2 separate regions of the Mus musculus genome follow, and region 1 is linked to region 2. A link is a contact called in public promoter capture Hi-C data. All regions are on one chromosome and are shown on one strand. The core of a region is the stretch at or near the end of the contact, and the rest is flanking DNA. Distances in the headings are between cores, read along the strand shown.

Region 1 (5,912 bases), core at 2,421-4,920, 970 kb before region 2:
ACCCCTCTCCCATGCTTAGAAAGCTGTGTACTCCTTTGGCCTTTCTTCTCCATCTTCCTGTCTTCAGGGAAGTTGCCCCTGGTTGAGTTCTTGCTCAGTGCCTGACTCCCCCCGACCCACCCTGCACTTCTGACTTGGCTTCCTTCCTTCTTCTCTTCGAGCCCAGTGTGTCATATTCTCTTCTCCACCCACTAGGTAACCTCATGCCCTGTGTCACCCGCTCCCCAGGCAGGTTCCTCAGGCTGGGCTTGTTGTGTGGTGTGCTTAGCCTCTGAACTTGCTCTCCGTCTCCGTGGGATGTTCCCCTGTGTGAGATACTTTTGCGTTGCTGTGACCAAAGAGCCAACAGAAACAGTTTGAGGAGGAATTTATCTTGGCACAGGATTCGGAGGATTCAGGCCATCTCGGTGTGGCGAGCACAGTGGTAGTGCCAGCTTCTAGCCCTGGCAGCACAAATATGAGGCAGCCAGCCACATCCTGGTAGCTGAACAGGAACCAGAGGGCTCCCGCTGGGAATAGGGGGTCAGACCGAAGCCTAAAAGTCTATCCCTCACCATGAGTTCTGTCTCAGAGGTTCCATAACCTGCCAACACAACCCCACTAGCCAGGAATGACATGTTGAAACATATAATTTAAACCTCTCGTCATTACCTGAGTAAGACCCATCTGTCCTCGGCAATTCAACTATGAGCTTTCGGGCTCTGCGGGGTCTTTCTGGATTCATCCTTGACACCAGCCAGTTATTCTTATACTAGTCATTTAATCGCCTCTTGTCACTCCATGGTTCATGAGCTCCTTGGAAGGAGATACCATTTTTGAGAGCAGTTTGCTTGCCTAAGGTTCCAGAGCTGGACACAGACATGCCGGTCCAGTCTTGGTGTCCCTTTGGCCATCGGGTAGGGATGACCTGCCTGGTTCCAGACTTGGGGTTTGGATTTGGGCACCAGCTCTGCAATCCTGGGGCCAGTTCCTTGACTAAATGGGATGTAATTATAGTAATTACCTCACTTAGTAAGCTATCTAACGCACAGTAAGTACTCTGTAGTCTTATCTTTTGCTATTATGTGTCTAATATGGCTCAAGTTCATGCCCTTGCCCATGGCGCTGGTGATTATGTTCTTGAACCTCACAGGAGTCGGCCTGGCAGGAAGCTAAAGCTTCCTCCTCTGGATCTTCTTGGGGCTGCGAATTAGAGCCCATTTGATACGTGCGTCAAGCTCACTCCATGACTTGGGTTCTTTGAAATAGGATGTGACAACGGATTGTTCCCAGGCATGACATGACTTGTGCAGAAGACCCCTCTTAGTTGGCATTTCCTAGCATGTATCAGTGTCTCCCCAAACTGAAACTCGCTTAATGACATGCTTTCTGCCTGCAATAACGAACACTAAAGGTCATCTTAAAAACAACTTAGTGGAGAGACTCCCAGCTTTCACTATCCTCCCATCTGTTTCTGGACAGTCTCCTCCTGATTCCATCCTGCACCCTTCAGGCCTCCTCTCATTGTCTTCATCTTCAAGCAGAAACACCGCATAACATCACGTAAAACCCCATACTTGTTCAATTCTTTTAGCTTCTGAAAGAAGCTATTTGGTTGAAGAAGTGCTTTTATGTCATCTTTGGTAATTCCTTTATTGAGCTGTAATTCGTATGCCTTGCAGTCCTTCCATTAAAAGGACACAGTTAGGGAATGTAGAACACTCTTGTGTGGCCTTGGGTTTGATGGCTGGCACTGCACACAGGCAATAAGGATGCTGTTCAGCTGTGTCTAGTATGCTCAGAGTTTCAAAGACGTCACCACAGTAGTCGGTAGCTGGCTTCCTGTCACTTACCCTACTGTTTTCCAACAGTTTGCAGCTTCTGCGGCACTGTATGCATGCACGCATTCCCCTACGCATGCCCATATGGCCTTCGCTTTACCCATGACTGGCTGATAGGCATTTGTATCGTTTTCACCTTTGGTTTCTGGGAAGAATGCTACTGTCACCGTTTGTGTGTGGGTCTCTGTGTGCACAAATGTGTTCTTGTCTTCATCAGCTTGGTTAATATATATATATATATATATATGTGTGTGTGTGTGTGTGTGTATATATATTTGTAAATGTGTCATATAAACAGAAAGAAAATGTACTTTTGAAAGAGAATTTATTATATTGATAGTGCAATTATTATATTAAGTCTATTAATAATAGACCCTTGTGTCTGGTTCTTGGTAACTTACCATCTAACTCTTTTAGAAACTTGTAAGAAATTATTCCCTTTGTAGTATAGTATTTCTCTACAGGCATGGTTGTGGGCGTGGCTCTAGGAGGGCGTTGGGGCTTCCCCCGCCTGTGAACAGGGTGAGTTGTCTGGTGTCATGTAGACCTTTCTGCAACAAGACCAGGGTTCAGCACTACCTTCCTGGATGTGGGAGTTCACAGGTGGAGAGGTTCTTCATCCTTGGAAGTAGAACGTATTCACTAAAAAGAACAAATCAGGGCCTGAGATAGCTAGGAAATCCAGGTCAAGCCGTGTCCTCTGGAGCTGAGACTAATGCATCCTGTCTCTACATCCTGTTTGTGACAGGGATGTGGGGTGGGATGGGCCACCAGTATTCCCATGAGGCACAGGCCTGCATGCTCCAGGCCTGGGTCTGAGGAAGTCACATGAGTTGTGCCCTTGAACAAGTTAACTAGTTATCCTGCCTGTTTGAGATGGGCTGGCTTCTCTGCAGTCTCTCTGTCTTGGGAGGTGGACACAGTACCATAGAGAACCAGGACGGCCTGGGCTATCATAATTCGGTCCTCGTACTGTAGTCAGCATAGGTTAGGTTCCGGAGATAAGTGTGTTGGACCAAAGCCATGTATTAGCATATGGGCTGTGTGTTCTTTTGCCTTAATAGTTTTGCTAATTACCATGTATGTGAAGGCCAAGGGCATAAGGGCAAGGTCCTGTCCAGGAGTTTGAGGGAAGGCTCGCCCCGCTCTGATTCATCCAGGACAGCTCACCAGTCTGGGCTTTCCCTTGTACACGTCCACCTTGCTGGGATGAGAAGCCTCTGGAGGCTCCTTTACTTCAAGTGCCTTCCATTTGCTGACCTCAGTGATGTTGGGGTTGCCTCCGTGGTTGGTATGAGCTCTAGAGCCCAGCAGAATCTATACCTGAACTTCAGCTCTGCTAGCCTCATGATCAGAAACAGTGGGTTTGAAATTTTTAAGCTTTGAGCTCCTAATAGATTAGTTGGACACAGTAACAGGTCTTCCCAAGGGCTGGCCCATACCCAGCATAGTACCTAGCTTGTCCCCTCACCTTAGGGGGCTGTGCTGCTCCCAGCAGAAGTCCTTAGGGCATCTGTCATGGATGGGGCCATACACAGAACCAATCAGTGGCCACTTAAACTTTCATTATTCCACCTGACTTTGTTTCCTTTCCAATTTCACAAGTTGGAGGAGAAGCTAAGAAATCACAGCCACTTTGCTGGAGCCCAATGTGCTCAGCGTGCTGAAGTCTGTGTTTGTGCGTTTCTCTGTGTCCACATGTGTGCACGCCATTGCGTGGCATATTTGAGGGGCTCGACATTCCTGAATGCAGGGACTGGGGGATGGACAGCAGCTGTACTAATGTTCCCTGCCTCAGCTGTTCCTGACCGAGAAGGCTGTTTGTTGCTCTTCATTCTGTCTGATCAGTGAGCTCCAGCTGGCCTAACCCCAGCTGGAGGCCACGTGCCCGGGTTGCTTCCTGCGAGGTGGCAGGCTGTGTGCTGCCATTGGAGGGGGATGGGCACTGCAGCCAAGGATGTTTAACACATAGATGTGGCTGCTGTCTGTCCTCCTGCCCTAGAAGTGAAGAGAATATTGGGCCAGTGCTGAAGGAAGGGAAAACAGTTCACATCTATATGCAGGCTACAGGCAGAATAAGAGGGGACTTGACTGGAGTTTACCAAGCGATCCATGTGCCTCTCTTTCCTTTTTTAGATTTATTTATTTTTGTTTTATGTGCATGAGTGTTTTACTTATATGTGTGTAAGTACACAGCACACTTTCCTGGTGCCTGTGGTGGTCAGAAGAGAGCATAGGATCCCCTAGAATTGGAGTCACAGATGGTTGTGAGCCACTGTATGTGTGCCGGGAGCCAGCCCCAAGTCCTCTGCAAGAGCAGAAAGTGCTCTTAACTGCTGAGCCATCTCTCCACCCCCCACCTCCATCCTGCATATCTCTTTTCACTTTTTTTTTTTAAATTATTTTGGTTTTTCGAGGCAGTGTTTCACTGTGTAGCCCTGGCTGTCCTGGAACTCACTCTGTAGATCAGGCTGGCCTCAAACTCAGAAATCTGCCTGCTTCTGCCTTCCAAGTGCTGGGATTAAAGGCGTGTGCCACCACTGCCCAGCTTTGTATATCTTTTTAATCCTGCTAACTAATCTATAATTTGGATGGGCTTATAGTTAAGGAGACCAAGGTACAGAAAGGTTATATGATTGCTAAGACCATGAGACTTGGCCGAGGAAGATCAAAACCTCCTATCCAGGCCCATTTGTCTGCAGGCAGCAAGGCCTTCCTTACTTCTTGGAGAATAAAAGAGTAATATCCTTTGGAAAGACCCTCGATGGGCTAGGCAGCTAATAAGACTTAATTTAATAAACACTGCCCCCATTTCAGGCTTATGCACAAACCTACGAGATCCCGGAAGTAGGAAGATAGAAACAAACAGTGATAGGCAGCGTGCAAAGCATCATGGGAAAGAGGAGCCGGGGAGGACTTTGGAGGGTGGGCATTTAAGGCTGTATAACTTAGGATCTCAGTGAGGCAGCATGCCCACACTGTATGCTCTTCTGGGATTTGACCACATGCGTTAGTAGGGGCTGGTTCCATAGTCTGGGTGAGGCAGTTCCTCCACTGTCAGATGGCATAGCTTGTAATGTATGCATGTAAAGTGGGAGAAACAAGACAGACTGCAGCCAGCCAGGATGGGTGTGCGTCCACAGCGTCTGTCAGCATCCCCAAGGGAATGTTTAAATCCATCCTCGAAGAGGACCGCAGGAGTTTTTGGTATCTTTCCCCACCCCCACCCCAAGTCAACATGCCTCGAGTCTGTAAGTCAACAGGATTATGAGCGACACAGACCAGTTGCTGTCCCAGGCTGCCCAAATCCCAAGGGAGCAGCAGTGACACCTGCTAGCCACGGCTGGTCTTCATGCCTGTGCTGACCTTGAAGGGCAGAGAGAAAGTGGCTCCCTCCACCTCCGCTGTCTGCACCTCCCAGAAAATGCCGCGGTGGCCCACCCCGGAATCCATGAAGGGAAGAGAATTCTAGAAGATTTGATGCAGTGGAGCTGTGCCAGCCTACTCCATGTCAGGTTCTTAAGGAGGGAGCTGAAAACTCCTGCAGGGTTTCTCAGCAGAACAGAGAAGAAGTGAATTCCAAGCCCAAGACAGGACCAGCAAGGCTGCTTGGAGAACGTCTGCATTCGCATCTGGCTCTTGGTGGGCCTTCAGAAGGTAGCCCAGGAGGCCCACAGTGTGGGAAGGACCATTATTGGTGAGAAGTGGATGTCCCATGGCTTCAGTGCAGCCTGACTCAGTGGTGGGAAGCCTGAAAATCTGAAACTCGCCGGGCCTCTTTTAACCCGTGCTTGTAGCTTAATGCTTTAACTCACTGGCTCATTCTGTCATTAGTGCTTTAAGGAGTACCTCCGAGCTGGGAATCACAGCCTTGTCTAGATGAAACCAGACAGACAGGGCACTATTAGGAGTGGCCGGGTTACTTGTGTCTGGGTTGTTCAGCATTCTGTTCTTGACTGAAATTCTCATCCCACTCAAATGTGGGGGTTATAAGGATGGGGGCGGGGAGGAATGGAAAAGAACCCAGCTGGTACTATCCTGTCTGTCTCTCTTTGACACCATTCTTCCACCCATATCCACACCTGGGGAAAC
Region 2 (6,202 bases), core at 1,469-3,968:
CATAGCTAGCAAACGGCAGAGGGTGCCACGGGTAAGCTCCAGAAATAACTTGTTGTGTTGAGTCTTGTGCTCAGTACAAAGGTAGTGCATTAACCGTTGTAGAAGTGGAAAACGTAAACTGTCAGCTGAGTGGCTTCCCTTCATCCTCAAAGGAGCATCTCCACGAGGCGCCCTCTGTTTATTTTGTAACTACTGCTGGGTGGGACAAGAGCATCTAAAATGAAGAGACTTGTGCCGATGGGGTGAGCAGGCAGGTGGCCGTATGGCCCTCCCTGTGGCTGCTTCTTTCTATGGAGCCAGCCAGTCATCTGCCACAGAGCCTTTTCTGAGAAGACTTTCAAAAGGTACGTGTGCCACCAGACAGCTGTTTTTAGACAGCTGTTAGTTACAAAACTAACAGAGAATTCACCTACTTCAGAAAATAATTCTCCCTGGGGACCCGAACAGTAACTTTAGTTCCTTTTAAGACACATGATTTCTAAATAAGGGAGGAAGCAGGAGTGGGTAGGGGCCTGCTCTCAAGCCTCTTCACTTTGACGAGCTCGTCTTTGAGCTGTTAGTTCTCAGCTGCTTAAGTGTGACCTTGTTATTTTTAAAAATCTTAGAGTCTGAACAGCTTCGTCTAAGTTTTCTTCCTCAGTCTTGACTGGAAGTCCCAGATAGCCCAGAAGATCAGTGACGAAATCTTACAGATTTCATCATGAGACCTCAGAAGGGTCAGCATCCCAACCCTCTCTTCTTTAGGACTGATGGCAGACACAACTGTCCCGTGTCCCTTGATGGCAGACACAACTGTCCCGTGTCCCTTCTAAAAGCAGCAAACCCAGGTTTGACGACTCCCCAAGCTGAAAGCCTGCCCTCTTTGCCTGGAAGAGCCTCTGGAGAAATTGAGGAGAGACTGAAACAGGAGAAAAAGTGAAGGATAAAGGTGGAGAAACAGCAGCCCCCTGTGCACAGCACTGCCTATCATGAGGGGCTGCCTCCTACACTGTGGAAAACTTAGCCTCCTTTTGAAGGGGAAAGTGCGAGCCTGCTCCTCGCACCGAGGTTTATGTGAGGAAACCGAGGGAAAGAGCCTTTGGTGACTTGGCCAGGGTGCTACTAGATAGTGATATTTGTCATCCAGACCAGAGAGCCCCCTCCAGTGGCCACCTGTAGTGCAAACCCACAGCACTAAGCCCCCAGACTACTCATTAGGCACCCAGTCCTGGTCCACAGGCCACTTGAAGTCAATCACAGCAGTGAGGAGACGGTCAGCCTGGTCTTAGCTTCTCAACAACGCCACGAAGTTTGGTGGTCAGCACAGACTTCCAGTCCCAAGTGGGGCTAGCTACCAGTCAGATTTGTTTTGGTTTGGTTTTGTCAGAGTTTGAGGAAGTCACAGAGACTCTAAGATTTCATCCCACAGGGCTGATTTTTTTTTTTTAAGCCTGCTCACTTCTGCCTTTTTAAAAGAGAATTTGTAATTTAAAAACTTATTGCAGAGGGCTAGGCCTGTATCTTAGTAGCAGGGTGCTTGCCTGGCTTGCACAAGGCCCCATTTTAACCATCTCTAAGCTCACCTGTATGGGTGAGTAGTCTACACTTTGCTCACCCATCTCCAGAACTCTCCATCCCTTGAAATCCATCCTCCTGAGCCCCCAAGCCCTGCCCTGCCCTAGCTAGTAGCCATCTTTCTGCTGTGTCCAGGAATCTGGCCCACAGGAGTGGGATCGCACAACATGTATCCTCTGACACTATTCATTCTACTTAGCTCAACAACCTCAAGCTCCTACCGTGTTGTGTCCAAATTTCCCTTTTGTTTGAGGCAGAATCACAACCCATGTGGATTATGAATCATAATCCATATGTGTGTGTGTTCACTCACAGGGGCTACTTTGGCTGCTTCTGTCTCTTGGCTACTGTCACTCAAACTGTTATGAACATGTTCTGGCCTGGACTTTTGTTTTCTCCTCAGACTTACTCCCTGCCACCCCCATCCTTCTCTGCTGCTATAGGTAACTTACAGGCATGCTTGAAGCATTTAGAGCCATGGGCCATAGACCTATCCTTAGGCCAGGTCCATATTAGCATCATCAGGCCTGGGAGAAAACTCCCTAATCTTGGGTGACAAAGCTTGGGTTTCTAGTTCTGCAAAGAATTAGCCATATCAGGCTAAGACCAATCAATCTCTTCATCAGTCTTGAGGCTGCTGCCAAAACTCCTGATCTCTCTCCAGCCAGGAAAGTAGACCCCGCCGAGCCACTGTCTAGACTGGTAGACACTTTAGTGAGCCTGGAAAGAATAAAGCAATGTCCACTCCTGAACGCCACAGCATTCAACGTTGCTACGAAGCCCGCAGATGGGAGGTTTACTTCAATTGGCTGGATTAACCCCCGTCCTCCCCCGTCACACAGAATGATCCTTGATAAAACTGAGCAGACCCTGCATCTAAAGGCAGTTAATGATGCTTACCGTATTTCCGTAATTTGAACACCTAACAGAACGTCTCAGGTGTGAGAAGCCAGGGTGTTGAGGGCAGTCCTGGCTCACACACCTGTCTCTAACATGCCCTTCTCCCATGCCCTTGACTGAAGTCTGTACTGTGCCTGCCACGTTAATTGATAGCAGGGCACAAGCACTCACCAGCAGGGTGTGTCCCTCGGGCTCTCACAGCAGACTTGGCCCAGCTGCCTGAGCCTTCCCAGTGCCCCTCTCTTTTCAGCTAGGGAGTGCTCTGCTCAGTCCCTCAGGAGTTGCTGGAGTCAGAGGAGGGCCAGCGCCCAGGCCACACCCCTGCTAGAAGCTGATCCAAGCCTGCGCTCCACTTCCTGCGCAAGGCACGTTCAGCTGCAAAAGGTACTTACACTTTGTGTTAAAGAGAAAAGGAAGAAGGCAGTGAGAGGTAGGAAGTTCACGCCTCCGCCCCAGTCAAAGCAAAGTACAGCAACCGTGCAAAACAAACGCGCCTCCTCCCGGGACAGCCAGGAGTCCAAGAGGGCAAAAGCACCGCGAATGGAATCGGAGGGTGAGAAGAGCTGCTAAGTTCCCACTCCTGGTGGCTGGGAAGCCCATCTGCTTGAAGATGCTCTAGGGGAAGTCGATGCTCAGCTGAAGAAGACCATAGACTGTCAAAGGGAAGCGGGAAGGGCAAAGACCGCCTCAAGTTGTTCATGGAACTTGGGCTGAGAGGATTCTGCCCGTCACCCACAAAGCCAGGAGTCTCAAGAAGTAATGACCCCCTGTGGAAAAAGGGCTCAGCGGCTCTCTTTACTGCAGTCCTACATGGAGTGAGTGACAGCTTTCTCTAACTGAGGAGCTCACATCTGATCCCAGGCCTACACAATGCACCATTCAGCCGCTATACATAGAGCAAGTACAGAGAGCAGACTCAGAATTCTGTTTCCTGAATTTGGGGTCTTTCATAGCAATGCAAAAAAAAAAAAAAAAAAAAAAAAAAAAGGTATAGCAGCCCACCTCCCACCAGATAACACCCCTAACAAAGACTTCTTCAAGGATATAGCTAAGGAGTTAAGCTGAGTTTTGAACCCGGGACTTGGGTCTGAGGAAGCAAGAATGCCCTGGCTTTCTCCTGGGTGATGGAGATTAGAAATCAGGTCCTCCTGATTTCTAATCAGGAGGAAAAAGGGCTCGGCGGCTCTCTTTACTGCTTGCACAGCAAACACTCTTACCCACTGGGTCATTTATGTTTTTTGAAACACCGTCTTTGTATGTATTCTAGGCCATCCTTGAGCATGCTATACCTAGGCTAGCCTTGAACTCAGTCCTCCTACCTCGGCCTCCCAGTGCTGAGATTAAAGGTGTGAACTACCACACCTAGCCTTGAGAGCTTAGGTCTAAGACAACAGGTCTCAGAAGCTCTGGGAAGATTATTAAGATGGACCGGGGATATGGGATATAAAAATCTTGATTTATAGGCCATTGAGATGCCTTAGCAGGTAGAGGCACCCATGGCCGAGGCTGATAACCTGTGATACCTAGGACCTACATGTGGAAGAAGAGAACCCATTCCTGCAAGCTGTCCCTTGACCTTGACACACACTGTGGCAGAGTGCACATACACACACACACACACACGAAATCCTAAAATTATGAGTAGACAGTGCCTCGGGAGCCTCCTCCTCCATATATGCACATGCATTCACACACACAGATGCACACATATGAACAAAAATGATGGTGTCAGCTGGGCAGTGGTGGCACACATCTTTTGTCCTAGCACTCGGAAGGCAGAAGCAGGCAGATCTCTGAGTTCAAGGGCAGCCTGGTCTACAGATTGAGTTCTAGGATAGCCAAGGCTACACAGTTAAACCCTGTCTCAAAAAAAATTTTTTTTAATTGTCAGACTAGAATGTGTTTAGTGATGGCCAAAAGAGGAGACACCATTTTGGCTGGAAAACTCCACACTCAGTTGTCAGTTGTCTTTGTCAAAAGAACTACCTACCATATGGTACCTTTACAGTATCTGATCTAGAGAAAGCTGGGCTGGGTTCATGCACAGTGGGGTGCTTCAGCTGCCGTGACTGTGGGGCTAGGAAAGAAGTCTCACCTGTTTGGGCGACGTGTTACCCACTGGAAGGAGAAACAGTTATGGTGTTATTCGCTCCAAACTGAGCTCTGCCTACAAGAGGAGAGGAAAGAGCAGCCGCTTACATATGAAGAGTCCCGGGACTCCGTCTCCAGCCCCACAAACATCAGTGGGTATGGGTTTACACCCCACAAATACAGTTGTTGAATCCTAAGCAGGCCTCTCTCCCTTTCCTCTTCTGCCTGGTCTACCCCAAGGCTACTTCTGCCTACTCCCTGCCTTTTTCGTTACACTTGGGTCTGTGCCATGAGAAAGTGGCCCCAGAGGGCATAGGTATGTGTGGATAGACCCTGACCACAGAGGGAGGACAACATGCAAGTAGATAACACGCACACAGAGCCCTGGAAGCTCAGGGCACTCAAGATGCTGCCTCCTTCCATCTACAGCACCAGTGGACACCAAACTTAGACAAATTTCCCGAGTGACCTTAGACTGCATAGTCCAGTGGGGACAAGGTCATAGGCCTGGCCAGAAAGAACTCTCCTCAGCCTTCCACGAGTGTGTTCACCAGAGGCAGGTGGGAGTCACCAGTCGTGCTGACCTCGGGGTTTCTGAGCCATTCTGCTTTTTGCCAAACCCATACGTGAGGAAGTGTTTGCCAAAGCCATCTCAGCTTCTCTTCCCTCACTGCTAGGAGCTACAAGGACAATTCAAGCAGGGTTCCCCCACGGTGGCCGGTCGTCTTCCTACGGTGTTCCTTTACTTTTTGGTTTGTATTATCTTTCATGTTATTGAGGCCTTGTGTGTTTTGTGTATGCCGTAGGTACATGTTCTGTTTTGCACTTAACTTTTAACTTGTTTATCATGTTTTGAGATGTACAGACACTTTTCAGTAAATGTATTGGTTTTTCCTTCATAATTTACAGTTTGTATATTGTTCTGTGTTTTTTTAATCCTTTCTTCACCCTGGGATTGAAACAACATTTTTTCTCTCAAGCTATAAAGGTTGTTTTGGTTTTTTTTAAATATAATTGTGTGTGTGTGTGTGTGTTTATACCCATGTATGAAAGTCAGAGGACAACTTATAGAAACTATTCTCTTCTACAGTGTGGGTCTCAGGGTTTGAACTCACTCAGATGTCAGACTCCGCAGCAGGCACGTTTACCAGCTGAGCCATCCTACTCTGTGTTTCTGTCATTTAAATAAGACTTTTAACTATAACCTGAAGTTTATTTTGATGTGTGTGCTGAGGCAGATTCGGGTTTATGTTTTGTGGTTTGGAGTCATGGACTTGAAGCCATGCAGATCACTCTGCTATTCATCAGTGTAACCCGCAAGCCAATGGACAGCTATGCTTCAGCCTCTTTCTACGTAAATGGGGCAGTCATTCATTTAATCTTATCTGATGAAGACAGTGTGAGAATAAATGAGCACATGTAACGCTGAGACTGCATCTCAGCATCTCAGTGGCAGATCGATAGCTTACCCAGGCTCAGTCCTTAGCGCTGCCCAATAGAGACGTTTATGACAGGCTTTACAAAGAAACACATGCATTTATAAGTGCAGCTGGTCTGTGTGAAATGCTCAGCCAATGGCTATTACCACTTTGAGTATAAGCTCTTTCATTCTTTTTGTGTGTCTGTGTTGTGAGGACGCACTGTCAGGCCTCCGTTC

The links. Promoter capture Hi-C pulls out the DNA fragments that hold promoters and counts their contacts.
Region 1: a promoter capture Hi-C map of liver shows a contact between it and region 2, with 2.3 times the contacts expected there. The contact joins the enhancer-like site here to the promoter of Zc3h12d in region 2. A contact is called at or near these places in 5 of 39 promoter capture datasets (hippocampal neurons, liver, pre-B cells and 1 more) and 1 of 115 datasets of contacts at active chromatin or transcription factors (large pre-B cells).

Annotation. Positions count from the first base shown.
Region 1 is chr10:8,802,264-8,808,175 of GRCm38.p6, reverse strand. The region is part of intron 4 of Sash1 (SAM and SH3 domain containing 1); the gene reads left to right. Among named protein-coding and RNA genes, the nearest start is that of Gm25410, 19 kb to the left of the region's middle. Within about 2 kb of position 3,670, at least 70 of the 459 cell types and tissues checked have an H3K27ac peak or open chromatin away from gene starts, as enhancers often do. A contact at or near this core is called in liver and pre-B cells, where this site is marked.
Region 2 is chr10:7,828,986-7,835,187 of GRCm38.p6, reverse strand. It overlaps Zc3h12d (zinc finger CCCH type containing 12D), which reads right to left and starts at 2,718. Exons shown (of 6, transcript NM_172785.3): 1 at 2,626-2,718.